Linked DNA regions of Mus musculus: regions 2 and 3 are each linked to region 1. A link is a contact called in public HiChIP or PLAC-seq data. All regions are on one chromosome and are shown on one strand. Each heading gives the region's core, a stretch centred on a gene start, on an enhancer-like site or on the middle of the called end of the contact. The rest is flanking DNA. Distances are from core to core; before and after follow the strand shown.

What was found. HiChIP or PLAC-seq counts read pairs in DNA pulled down with a chosen protein or histone mark.
Region 2: an H3K27ac HiChIP or PLAC-seq map of embryonic stem cells shows a contact between it and region 1, with 8 times the contacts expected there. The contact joins the promoter of Steap2 here to the promoter of Zfp804b in region 1. A contact is called at or near these places in 2 of 39 promoter capture datasets (hippocampal neurons and liver), 3 of 115 datasets of contacts at active chromatin or transcription factors (embryonic stem cells, epiblast stem cells and stem cell-derived neural progenitor cells) and 1 of 9 other capture datasets (embryonic stem cells).
Region 3: a contact with region 1 is called in an H3K4me3 HiChIP or PLAC-seq map of stem cell-derived neural progenitor cells, with 6 times the contacts expected there. The contact joins the promoter of Steap1 here to the promoter of Zfp804b in region 1. A contact is called at or near these places in 6 of 39 promoter capture datasets (the 3T3-L1 cell line, cranial neural crest, frontonasal cranial neural crest and 3 more), 2 of 484 Hi-C or Micro-C datasets (cerebral cortex and cortical neurons), 1 of 115 datasets of contacts at active chromatin or transcription factors (stem cell-derived neural progenitor cells) and 1 of 9 other capture datasets (embryonic stem cells).

What each region holds. Positions count from the first base shown.
Region 1 is chr5:7,341,834-7,346,285 of GRCm38.p6, forward strand. It overlaps Zfp804b (zinc finger protein 804B), which reads right to left and starts at 2,545. Exons shown (of 4, transcript NM_001163223.1): 1 at 2,438-2,545. The coding sequence starts at 2,545.
Region 2 is chr5:5,691,933-5,696,384 of GRCm38.p6, forward strand. It overlaps Steap2 (six transmembrane epithelial antigen of prostate 2), which reads right to left and starts at 2,157. Exons shown (of 6, transcript NM_001103156.2): 1 at 2,026-2,157. The region is part of intron 1 of Gm40262 (a long non-coding RNA gene); the gene reads left to right.
Region 3 is chr5:5,747,557-5,752,008 of GRCm38.p6, forward strand. It overlaps Steap1 (six transmembrane epithelial antigen of the prostate 1), which reads right to left and starts at 1,761. Exons shown (of 5, transcript NM_027399.3): 1 at 1,691-1,761. Gm46900 (atherin-like) reads left to right here. Exons shown (of 2, transcript XM_017321192.2): 2 at 895-2,634. The coding sequence starts at 1,375. The coding sequence ends at 2,058.

The sequences.
Region 1 (4,452 bases), core at 1,295-3,794:
TTAACATAGTAGATACCTATTTCAAAACTGTAAGTGATTGTATTTAATTATTATATGATTAATGAGTTTAATATTTATATTGAGGGCATTTGAATACTTGAATGTCAACCTGGCTATAACTTTAAAGCCATTGTTGAGAGTGAAAGTAAATATATATCCACATTATTTTTAATTTGATGTTTTACAACCTGTTGATCAAAATGGCAAGCGCACACTCTAGAGTCTAGGAAGTGGTCACATATTTTGCCTTAGAGAGACAGACACCCTGCCACAGGAATATAATTGAGACCAAATAAAGGCTTATCTCAATAATTCAACAAGGACAGAAAAGGACTGAATCACAATTTCCCACACAGCCCAGCTTATGTGAAAGACTGGTCAAGGTCTTTCTGGAGAAAGACACAAATTTTTGGTAAAATGTGGATTTAAACAAAGAAATGGGTTTGTGTACTACATGTGAAAGATATTTTACATGTTTCTAAAATAGCTCATAAATCATTTTACTGAACATCATCCAATGAGTCAAACTGAAGAGTCATGAAAACAAAATAAGCAGATTAACACAGCAATGGAGTCAGCCAAGTAAATTATAGCATAGGTATAGCAGCTGTACCCTGGACAGCCAGCGCAACCAAGTGGCTGGAAGGCTGGTGTCTGTTGTCCATATTTGCACACTCAGTCTGTATAAGGTCATCCAGGCTTTGGGGACATGAGCAACCAGAGAAAGAGACACAGAGATATCCTTGACCAAAGGACAGAAACTTCCTTTTATAACACTAGAGAATTTAGTTCAACATCATACTCTAATCTCCTTGAATAAAATTAAAATGTGTAAATACGATGAGATATTCTTTCATCCCAAGACTGAGACATATATACTAGAACACAGTAATCCAACTCAGGAAGGTTATGGAGTCAGTCACAGGGATTATCAACACACTAAGAAAGAATGCCCTTAAGAAAATTGGAGCATCCTAGGTTTACAAGACAACATGTGCCTAAGGAAGAAGAGGGAGGAGAGGTTTGCCCTGAGGAAAATGCTCCTGACACAGTGAGTTGTTGAACACTGTAATAGTTTGCTGAGGCTGCAGGAACCCCAATCCTTAAAATCTTTAAAGCAGGCAAGATTCAGACCCACTGCTTAGGCTGACTGTGGGCTATATTTTTCAGTCAGCTGTAACTGCCAAGTCCCTTTCTAGCCCTGTGAGTTTAATTGTAACTGTTAATGCAAACAGTGTTTTCCCAGTAACACTTCTGGCTTCTTCTCATTTAGTTTGGGGTGTTACAACAACACACATTTTAAAACATGAGCAGAGAGTCTGTCATTGGGAATCTTAGTAATGTATGTGAGTACACGTAACCTCCCGATTCCAGATTCCACATGCAAATCACAGATGCTGTTTAACCAGTGGTATTTATAATATATAGCAGTTGTAAATAGTTCACACTAATGAAGTATTCAGCTGTAATGAAAAGTATGAGGTAGAAAATACTCGAGTAAGTTAAATTCTTCCTCTCTACGTCATACAGAATAAAAATACTCTCAAAACCAGATTAGAAACTTGTTCATTGAGTTTGGATACTTGGTCACTTACTGTGGTCTAAAACTGATCATACATGTAAAAATACTCAAACTATGTATATGTGCATGCATGCACACATATATACGTACATTTTTCTTTAAACTCATTTGAGCCCTTAAAACGTTAGTTTATAGCACCTGTTATTGATTGATATAGTAAATTGATATAATTAATTGATATAGTAAAGCCTTTGATTTTGGATGACAGAATTTGAACAGTTTACTAAGCAAAATGAAACAACTGAAATTGCAGGTTAACTTAATGTTCTGAAATACAGCAAACAATCTGATTTGATTTTCCACAAAAAAAAAAAAAAACCAAAAACAAACAAACAAAAAAAAAAACAAAACAAAAAAACCTCATTCACTTTCTTCTAAAGAATTTGAGTCTTAGATTTTAGAACTCTGAGAAACCACCCCTTTTCATTTCTCCAAGACAAACAAACCCCTTGAAGAGTTTATTTTCTTATAAAGCAGCTGTAAAATTATTAAACTAATCTGAAAGTATGACTTCACAAAACACATTATAGAGTGTCACTCAAACTTTCTTCACTACCCAAATCCTCAGATTCCTAGTGCACTCTGAGGGAAGATCTACCTTCTCCCTGCAGTTAACTGTGCTCAGTGAACATTTGCATACATACCACTACAGATCAAATGACTGGGACGACAAGAAACTCGCAAACACACACCCCTCGCTATAATTGTCTGCAAAGTGTGTCTGCTGACAGAGCGCTTACTCCCTAGGAGACAAACCTGCTCTATCAGTCAGGACAGTATCTCCTAATGTCTCTTTTTGTTTGCATTCGGTTTTGAACGTGTACGGATGGGTGTGTGCGTCTGTGTGCACATTACCGGAGACGGAGATCCATTCTTGCAGAGGGGCCCTCTGAAGACTCCCTTAATGCCCCGGTAGTGCCCATTGCTGAGATGTCTCGAACTGATGACCAGGTAACAAGCCATGTGGGTCCCCGCTGGAGGTGTAGTCTCAACTCCTTACTGAGCGACCAACAGGCAGGGAGATGCAGGCTGGCTCCTCCGCAGCAACAGTGACTGCCACCTCCAGAGAAGAAGAGGCCAGCAGCAAGCTGGGAACAGAGTGCCCGCGCGCCCCCGCACCTCGACCTGCGCGTGGCTCTCGCTGCCCACAGCGGCTGCTTGGACTGAGGCGGCGGCGGCAGCAGCCCAGAACACTTAGGGGACCTGGCGAACCAGTCCACATACTGTTCTGACGAGGCGGCGCTCAAAGGCGGGCTGAAGATGTGTTTTTTAAAGGACAACTTCCTGAGTCCACCAGGGAATCGGAGTCCTCCGCCCCCTTTACCCCGCCCCCTGCCGTTGCTGGGTGCAGGCGGAATGGGGTGGGGACATTCAGGTGCAAGTTGGCATTTTCCAGCCGCCGAGTCCCCAGGCTGAGCTGTAAGCTGCGGAACCCGGGATGCAGCCGACGCAGTCTGTACAGGGAGCGTGGCGTTCCTCCGTGGGTCCAAGAGCTGCCCCCTCTGCAGTGTCCGAGAGAGGGCGAGCGCAAGGAGTTGGAGATGTGGTGACTACAGCGAGGCGCGGAGACTGTGAGCGCTCAGCTTGGAGCTGTGGACTCTGTAGGGTCTAGGTTCCCGGAGTAGCAAGGAGAGATGACAGCTGCCACACGGGTCTCACTGCTCCTCCTCCTGAAACCACCAGCACCAATCTCTCGACCCTTCTGCCCCGCTTCTGAGCCAACTTTCTAAGGGGTTTAGGGGGCGGGAACCCAAGAAGAGTAGGAAAGACTGTGGAGGGATCTGGAAGAGAGCGTTTCCTTTAGTCATTTTCTGCCTGCTCACCTCTAGGGCCCCCTGCATCAAGGCGTCAATGGCCGGGAAAAAAAAGCTTCCCAGTCTCCTGTAGGGGCGAAAGGTTCAGCTGAAAACAGAGCCCATTAAATGCACTGTGGTGGTCAGTTCGCAGCGGAGAAAGGAACTTTTAGCTGTCAAACTTACTTATGGAAGCTAGATACATCAATGCATAGGTTTATGTGCACATATATGCACACATCTAGCTACAAAGGCTCACTTATTCTACCAGTTAAGACGCAATTGTTTGGTCGGTAGAGGTCTTTGTTTTCCCAGTCCCTAACAACCTTGTTCTTGGGGGTCTTTGGTTAAGTGTAAATTTAGCCATAAGGGAACAAAATGGACTGAAAATAAAACATGTGTGTGTGTGTGTGTGTGTGTGTGTGTGTGTGTGAGTGTGTGTGTGTGTGTGTGTGTGTGTGTGTGTGTGTGTGTGTGTGTGTGTGAGGGGGGAGGAAAGAGGGGGAGAGGGAGAGAGAGAGAGAGAGAGAGAGAGAGAGAGAGAGAGAGAGAGCCTTTGGGGGGAAGGCAGACAGTAAATGCCTTCTGTGCAGTCCCTCTCTATCCAACTCTCAGTCTAAGATCAACGTGTGGAAGCATGAGAGGGTCTCTTCCTACAGTTTTTCACATTCTGCACTGAGTTCCTTGAAACACCTCTGTAGCTCCTGGTTCTATCTAGGCTTTCTCCTAGAGGTCTTTCCTCTCTTACATTGAGTAAATACCCCACTCAGGTTGACAATTAGAACCCCCTACTCATGAAATATATAAAACATATATACAGAAACATAAAAATAAAACAGTATTTACATTTTTTCAATTAAGACAGTTCTTAAAATTAGGGAAGGAAAGTTCTATTTTAACTTTTGTAGCTTCCTAATTAAAGACCGAATTTATCTATATCATTACATAGCTTACTATCAGAAATATTATTTTAAAAAAAAAACCTTAAATGTATGACTTATTTTTAAACCTTTAGAAAAAAATTTAAATGTGAGGGAAATCTATTTCCTTTTAAGCCTTGAACTAAAGATGACTGAA
Region 2 (4,452 bases), core at 907-3,406, 1.7 Mb before region 1:
TTTTTACCTATACCCACTCTCTACCTAAGAGCTGTGGTCCCCTTAAAACACAAATGGCATAAAATATTTCTCTTCCTTAAAAGTCAACGGCTTCTTCTCATACCTGACTGTGACCCAAAAGGTCCCAAATATGACAGCTTCTGCTCACCTCTCCAGCCTTATCCTGATGGCCCCATATTTCCTACTGCCCAGCCCCAGAATTCTTTTCAAGAAGTGGAAAAAACAGATCTCTTTTCCACCCGACTCTGCCTCCTACAGATGTGATTGATTCCAGCCTACTCACCAAGCATCTTCCAGCCCCTGTTAAGTTCCCGGGGAGTTGTTTTAAAGAAGTGCTTATTTGCTCTTGGACTGTTTACTTAAATCCTCAAAACACACACACACACACACACACACACACACACACACACACTCCTATCCACTCTGCCTGGCACATACCAACTATGTATGCAATGAATGTTCTTTGTCACTAAATGCATTTTTATAAACACCAAGGCCAAAGAAAATGTAATGAGGCTCTAGGCCAGATCTCTCTTTCCCATGGTTAAGATCCGTGGGCCCAAAAGGCCTCAGAGGATTTAAGTGGTGTGTCAATGTTATGTCTATGTCAATGTCTTGGTTACCTCAGAGTCATAGTTACAGGCTGAGCAAAGAGTAACTGCACCTCCAGATATTCTGCCTGCCTCTTTTCTCACAGGCCTAGCCTTTTGAGCTTTCGTTGCATCTTTACCCTTCTCTTTTTTCTGTATCATGTGTAATCATTTTAAAATTCTGCCTTTATCTGTGCTCTGTTCCAGTGCTAAAGTACAATTATGCTCATTCAATAGAAGAGCATTTTCCATAGTACCAGTACAATAAGAGTGATTTCATGAAGCTCCTCATTCCCATCTTTCACAATTAGCTAACTTATCACTGCTGAAACTGCCCCCCAGCCCCAGCCCCAGCCAGCCCACCCCGCCCAGACTAGCTGAGAGGCAGAAACCGCAGTGAATGCCACCATCTCAGGAGCATCTCCAGGCAGCCTGATAGCTGCCCCGGTGCAGCTAAACACTCTGGTTTTCCTATCTTACGTTTCCAAATAGGTTATCTTGAGGATGCGGGGGATGGAGGGGGGGGGGTGAGTACAGTGTCAAAGAAAACATCAACTCAGTAAATAAGTAATTAAAAAAACTATTAAAAGGGTGGTGGTAGGGTAGACTAGAGAGAAGAAGGTTGCAAGCAGTGGGGTGGTTAACTGGGGCTTTAGGTAATCAAGTACTGAGGGTTGAAGTGGGGGCAGGAGTCTGAATTTTATTTCACCTACAGTGATGGGCGATAATTAAATGTGGGTCAGAATAAGTTTTTCTACTTAAAAACAAACAAACAAACAAACAATCTGCCTGAAGAGTAAACACTGACACCAATCCTGCTTCACAGGATAGTGAAGATAATAAATGGAATTCTCCCCGACCACAGGAAAAATAAAATCTCTTTATCTCCCTATGTTATTTTCAGAACAAGATTTTTAGGGCATAATTTTCAACAAGTTTCAGCTGAGGCTGAACACGGGACGCAGAGGTAATTAAGGACACTGAAAGACCAGACCAATTACTTCTAAACGCAAAATGGCCTGAGCACACCCGGATTACATGACCGGGTTTATAAGCAAAGCCACTGCAGGCATTATTTACCTGTTTGGCAAGCAGTGCTGTACGACAGTGAAAAGTGCCGCATCAATCCAAAGTGGCTGGCAAAAGTAACCTGCGGGTCCTTTCCCTTTCGGGCACATCCGACCTGGGACAAGGTCTCTCCTGGCCTCCTTTCTGTTGGGCCCGGACCCGAGGACTTCCCAGAGCTCTGGGAAGACCGACGGGGATAAGGGGGCGGAATGCGTGCGACGGACGCCCTCCAGCACCCCTCCCACTCGCCCCCTGGCCAGCTCCAAGCCCCCCCCGGAATCCGGGAGGAAAGATGCGGCTCCCGCACAGCACCCGCTGCTCGGCGACCCCGGATCGGCCACCTCGGCGCTCTGGCCACCCGGCTCACCTCCACGCCCTCTTCTCCGAGCCACGCTCGCAGCGCAGCGCCGTGGCTCCCCCGCGCCGAGGGCCCGCCGAGCTCCCGGGCCTACGGAGTGCTCCTCCCGCCCAAGCTCCTCCTGCCCCCGAGCCGGACCGCGCCGCGCCGGGGAGGTGGAGCAGGAGGAGGCGCGCGGAGGCAGGGCTGGCGGTGACGCGCAGGGGGGCGCGGGTCGGTCGGGGCAGAGTGCGTGGGGACCCACCCGGCCGCGGTCCCCACGCCTGCGCGCGATCTTGCGGAGACCCCCCGTGGGAGCAGCCCTACGTGGATCCCGCCCGCGTTTACACTCCACTACCTCCGAGACGCTCGCCACGCCGCCCCGGACTTGGCTTTGATTAGTGCCCTCCTCCCTGTCCACCCCCCTTCTCCCTACTCTGTTCCACACAAACCTCGAAGAAAGTGCGCTTTTTTTCTCCCTTTCGGCTGCATCATGTCCTTGAAAGGGAATGATCAGAAATGCCCTTCCACGAACCGCATTTTAAAACTCCCTGGGACTGGAGGCCCTTCTCAGCCGTGGGCTGTAGGGGTTAGTCTGTGGACTCTGACCTTCCCTGTCGCCGGTGCCCCCGAGCTCTGTGCGGACTGGAAGGTGAAGCCGAGTCAGGAGACCAGCGTGCCTGCGGAGAGCTGCAGTGGCCTTGGAGCATCCAGGGTTCGCTGAGCTGTGTAAGGGCACCTTGCTTTCTCTAATCCCCCCCCCCCCCGATTTTGGATTAACAAGTAGATGGGGATCTTTTATTTACCTTTTTAGTCAAAAGTGTCAGTGGAGATTTTTTTTTAATATAAAACCAATTTGTCGAAAATTGTCAAATTTACTTCCCCCACCCTCAGACGTTAGTAAATTCTCATTTCAGCAAATTAGGTTTAAAAATTATCTTTCTTGGTGGTTTATTAACTAGACAAATCAGAACAAAAGCAGAAGAGGGTCTTAGATCGATCCTCAGGGCACTGCACTTTCCCCTTTGAAAGGCATACACAGATTAACCTCTGCAAGTTCAACCTGGGAAACATTCTTTGTTTGATCCTTGTGAAAAGCATCTCTTCCCCACCCCCAAATACATACAGCTGAGGTTTAAAGTTTAGGCACAAACTCCGCTGTTAGTGATGTATTAGGGGGAAAGACTGACAACTGGGAAATACTTTCCATTTTGGTAACGGGGAGAAAAAAAATCCTTACATTTTATATCAGTGTTTATTGTTTCACTTCAACTACTGTCAAATAGTGAAAACAGCAGGGTATTTCTAACACTTTTGGAGGACCAGTGGAGGAAACTGCTGTGTCCTTAGCATTTGGTGAGAAGATGTAGCTTTCCAATCACATAAACAAAAGCATTACATAAGGTCTAGCAAAGGTTATCACGTTTTTATTCTCAGTTGTACAAAGCCATAAGTTATTACAGAAAACAGGTAAGTTGTACATTTAAAATATCTTTAAAAGCTGTTGAGACATGGACTCTGTTTATTTAAAAAAAAAAATAGTATGCGAAACCATTTGCCTCCCAAAAGAATGAATGAGTCAACAATTTCCAGAAGGAGTATCTGCTTTTCATACTTGAACTGTTAAAATAAGCAAACATCCTCCATGGGTGGAAAATGCCAGGCTGGCCCAAAGTGCTCCAAAGATGGCTCCCGGTCCAGTTCATGAACCGGTGGCCATCTTTACCAGTGATTTCCAGTTACAGTTTCAAAGTATATAAAGTTGATTTCGCAAGCCTTTTTTCCAGGTCATGAAGCACTCTCTGAGAAGTGTCCTCAGTTCCCTGAAGTAATTTATTCCACTGAAGCACAGCAATAATTCATTAAATAAATCTCTAGTGGCCTAGAGGTGTTAACATAATTTCTCCTTTGAAGTTATTATACAAGTGGATAACTTTGAGATGATAGCGCCTAAAGGAACTTTAAGCACCTGGAGCTCTCTGGCTCTCATTCACCAAGAGCTTTGTGTCCTGGGTGTCAGGCACTCTTGAACAAAGCAGGACACAGAGTGACTACAAGTCTTTCAAAATTTATTGTTTGATGGGTGTCTTAGTTAGGGTTTTACTGCTGTGAACAGACACCATGACTAAGGCAAGACTTATAAAGGACAGCATTTAATTGGGGCTGGCTCTCAGGTTCAGCGGTTCAGTCCATTATCATCAAGGTGGGAGCAGGGGAGCATCTAGGCAGGCATGGTGCAGGAGGAGCTGAGAGTTCTACATCTTCATCTGAAGGCTTCTGACAGAACACGAACTTCTAGGCAGCTAGGATGAGGGTCTTAAGCCCATGCCCACAGTGACACACCTACTCCAACAAGGCCACACCTCCCTGATAGAGCCACTCCCTAGGCCAAGCATTTACAAACCATCACTGTGGGTGAAGACATTTTATTAAATAGGTGCAAATAAAATGTGCACA
Region 3 (4,452 bases), core at 511-3,010, 1.6 Mb before region 1:
CAAGGCCAATATCAAAGAGGAAAAAGAGAAGGAGATTTCAAGGCTGCCCTTGAGGGGCTAACAGTCTGTCTTCAAAATGTATTACCCATGCCATTTTCTGACCTTAACCAGTACTATAAAGTGAGTAGGTTGGTGTTGGGTATCTAGGAATAGGGTAGCATGCACTGTAGTAACAAGTATAAGAAACAGTTTGCTACGTTTAGAGTGTATTTTAAGTTTTGTGATTCACAATGTTTAAGATAGTGAAGCATAAATCTATAGCTGTTCACTGTTAATTCATTAATCACACTGAACAATGATGGCAGACACGGGAAATACAAAGTTAAATGATAAGTCTGTTCTCAAAGAAAGTTTAGGACAGGGAAACGCTCCATTAAGACCTGTGTGGTAATGCCATACATCTTAAAGGATAATAGTGTATAGACAGATGGTGGCTCTGGAAAGGAAGTGGAGAAAACGGATGAGAGCCCCTTTCTTTACCCAGTCCTGTGACCTGCAGTGAGTTGTTGGTGCTTGCTGACATGACAGACAGCCACTGCTGAGAGATTCTGGGTGGAAGGACAGAGTGGCCCAGAGGAGATGCCTAGCCATTTGTTTGCATGGTACCACTCTGAGGAGCATCGCTAAGGAAAAGAGCCAATGCCCGTAAAGGTGATTGTTGACTGTATGCCCAGAAACCAGGAAAACAAACTATCAGCTAAATAAATCATGCCTTCTTCCACCAGACCTTAGCTACACCTATAATTACACTTCTACAGGAGAGGTTTCATCAGGCTGTCCAGCAAACTCAGCAGGAAACAGCATAGTGCAGAGATGTCAAGAACTCCAGGATTTGAACCAACATTCTCCAGCTTTCTTCCCCATTAAATAGTGATTTCTGTTTTCCTGGATTAGGTTGGCTGGCTTGTTGTTCCTGCTAAATATTGACACAGCCCAACAGACTCATGTTTATGGGAAGGAGTTTAGAATCCAAGAAACCCAGTGACTGGAATACATTGTGGGTTGCAGTGCATGTCCCACGAGTCTTTCAAATGTATTTTTTTGCTTTGCCACAGTTAATTATTGGAAGAGGGGAAGGTGTTCTACAGCGGGCTGTTTCTTAAAGCATTGCTTCCCCAAGTGCTTAACATTAATATTAAATACATTCCCTTGATTTTATATCGAGATGTGGATGTATCCCCCACCTCAACGGAACAGCATAACTAAATTTGAAGTGGACTTAAATTCTTGGACTACAAACGTCTGTTAGTTGCTTTCACCAGAGTGCCTTATTTAAAAGCTCTGACTATTTTAAACCCGAATCCTACTCAGATCCCGAAAGAGTAGGACCGGTGTTCCAAAGACTTAAAATGAAAAAAAAAAAAAAAAAATTCCATGAAGAAACCAGCTCAAACAGCAGGACGAGTCATTCATCCAGCGAGGCAAACTTGCGGAAACTGCCAAGTTGGCAAACTTACCGGGGGAACCCAACCTGACTGCAAAGTTGACCTAAGCTCCAGAGCCGGGACCGCGGAGACCTGCTCCCCGCGGGGCTCGCCGAGATCCGCGAGGGGCCGAAGGGGCGCCCCGCTGCCCGGAGCACCACCGCCCGCCCCTGAGACCCGCCTCACCCCTTCCCCGGCCCGCAGCAGATTCCCAAGGCCCGCGGAGGCGGGGAGCAAGCGGCCTGCGAACGAGACTCGGGACTCACCGGCTTCTCCGTGGGACCCGACGGCGAGGCGCTCGCTGCCCGGACGGACTCCCAGTCCCACGCGGAGCCCGAATCTCGCTGCCCAGCACAGCCCGCTCCGCAGACCCCGCCCCTCGGCCGCCGCGCGCACAGCGCCCCCTGCCGGAGACCAGCTCCTGCTCACACCCAGGGGCTTCGCTGCGGCCGCCGTGGGAGGGGCGTCGCCGGGGGCGAATCCTTGGCTGTGCAAGGGGGACCCAGGGTCACCAGCAGGGCTCACTGGAAACCGACTGGGACCTGGTCGAAATCTGCAGTTGTGCATTTCGCCTGTTGCCGGGCGACGCTGTAGTGATCCTGGATCCCACACTTGGAGACCAACTGCTCTGTAGCGATTACGCCGTCCGCGGTGGAGCGCTCTTCCAACAGAGCAGTTTCTCAGACGACTAGCTGTTAGGACAGTCAGAGGATGAATCTGAGTTTGTGAGTGACTTTTACACCGGGTTTATTTGTTTATTGTAGCTATGTGAATGAATATTATGATACACACGTGGAGGTCAGATGATACCTCGGTGTGGTGGTCACAAGAAGCACAGGGTTGAGAGGATTTAAAAATAACCCGTAGCTCTGACGCTAGGGACCACCCTCCGTTCACCACAGAGTTTTGCAGATTCAACTCAGACTCTAGACACTAACGACCAAGGTGGAGCTGCGTCTCCAACCTGAGTGTTGTTTTTAATGTGACCCTGGGTCACAAACTCCTCTTTTTCTGAGATCAGCCTACTTCTGCCTCCCGAGTGCTGGAATTAAAGGGATGATCTGAACTCCACTGTCCTGCGTGTCTTAGTGCTCCGTGGATAATGTTTGGGTTCACTGACTCCCATCAGATAGTGTAAAAGGCCTTTGAAGATTAAATTACCCCGGCCTGACACCTTGTGGCAAAATAGACGCTTGCAGCTTTTATTTCCAAGGAAGAAAATCATTAGACCGAGGGTTAGGGAAACTTCTAGTTAGTGGGCTAAGACTCACAACCACAGGGGTTCTGTTCCCAGCACGCAGTTGTTCTTCAGTTTCCCATTTTCTGGCGTGTATCTTAAGAATAAAGTTGATACACCAGAAGGGTAAATAAATTAGGTCCTATAAATAAGTCTGTACACCCAAACTGCACTCAAATACCTTCATCACGTTTGTTTGTTTGTTTATTTATTTATTGTAGGTATGTGGATGAATGTTACTGCATGCACGTGGAGGTCAGATGATAACTAGGTGTGGCAGTCCCAAGAAGCAAGGGTTGGGAGGATTTCAAAATAAACCTGTATTGTAGCTCCAAGTCCAGAGATTGCCCTCCTCCCACAATGGAGCTCTGCAGGTTCCAACTGTAAGTCACAAGGACACTTTACCAACTGAGCTGGGTCTCCAACCTGAATATTTTTGTAATGTGGTTCCGGGTCAAGGGCTTCCCGGTTTGATGACTCCATGTGCCTTTGAAGGATAATTTCTGGACCCTATAGTGCATCTGACTGCCATTTTAGAAGTAAAGAGAGTAATGTGGTGTGAAAGATAAAGTAGAGAAGATGCAAGTGAGACTGATTATGATGGGAGACCCGGGTAAAGAGAGGCTGAACGTCACCGGCACATTCTGTATCACATGAATGTGGCTAAAGAATTAAAATTAAAAATAGCTAGTAGGGCATACACAGCAGAGGACTGCCTAATCTGGCTGCAATAAGAGAATGCACCTAACCCTTGAGACACTTGAGGCCCCAGAGAATGGGGAGGCCTGGTTGGGTGACTCTGTGTGTGTGTGTGTGTGTGTGTGTGTGTGAGACCCTCTTGGAGACGGGGGTGGGGGGAGGAATGGGATGGGGACTTGTTAGAGGGCAGAACAGGAGGGGTGAAACGACTGGACCGTAAAAAAGATTAAAGATAAAATATAAATAGCTAGTCAGGGTACTACTTAGCTCCACCTCAGGTCTCCTGGCCCTTACACAATCTGATTTTGTTTTTAATCACAGAGAAGTAGTTAAAGACTTTGTCATAGCTGAAAAAGCCAACCTAGGTGTATTAACACCTCTCTTCCTCCTTCCTATCCTGCCTTTTTCACCTCTCTCCCTCCTTTCTTCCTCTCCTCCCTCCTTTCCTTTCTTTCTGTTCCCCCCCCCCCCCCACCTCCTGGGGTTTTGAGCCCAAGGCTTCATGCTGGCATTAAGGGGACCGATCAGAATCTGCTTTCTCTCATTGCAGATGGAGTTCTGGCAATGGTCATTCTTGGCTTTCGGTCTACTTTGGGTAGCATCTGTTTGTGTCCATGCATTTCTTCTTGCTCAGGGCTATCATGTTCCTAAGAGAGGATCGCTTATGCTCAGCAACACAGACCTCTTCTCACAGCTTTTCTGAGTTCTCTTAGCACCTTGGATTCCCATTTCATCTTTTTTTTTCTTTTAACACAAAAATACCTAAGTGCTAATAATGCATATTTGTAGGGGGTTGGTCAGGTGCTGCTTGCATTCAAATGCTATGTTCTGTACCCCAAGATCTGGTTGCTTCAAGATGAGAGGATCCTCCTGTATACCAGCCTTTGTTGCGTAAACCCTGCTCCCCAATTTAAAACTATTGGTTAAATAAAACTGTCAATAGCCAATTACTGTGTGGGGGGGTACAGGGAGGTAGAGTTTGAGTTACTGGGCTAGGAGATCACAGGTAGGAACCACAAGGACATAGGGGATGGGGGAGAGTGGAGAGGGGAGAGGGGAAAAGGGAGAGGAGAGAGGAGAGGGGAGAGAGAA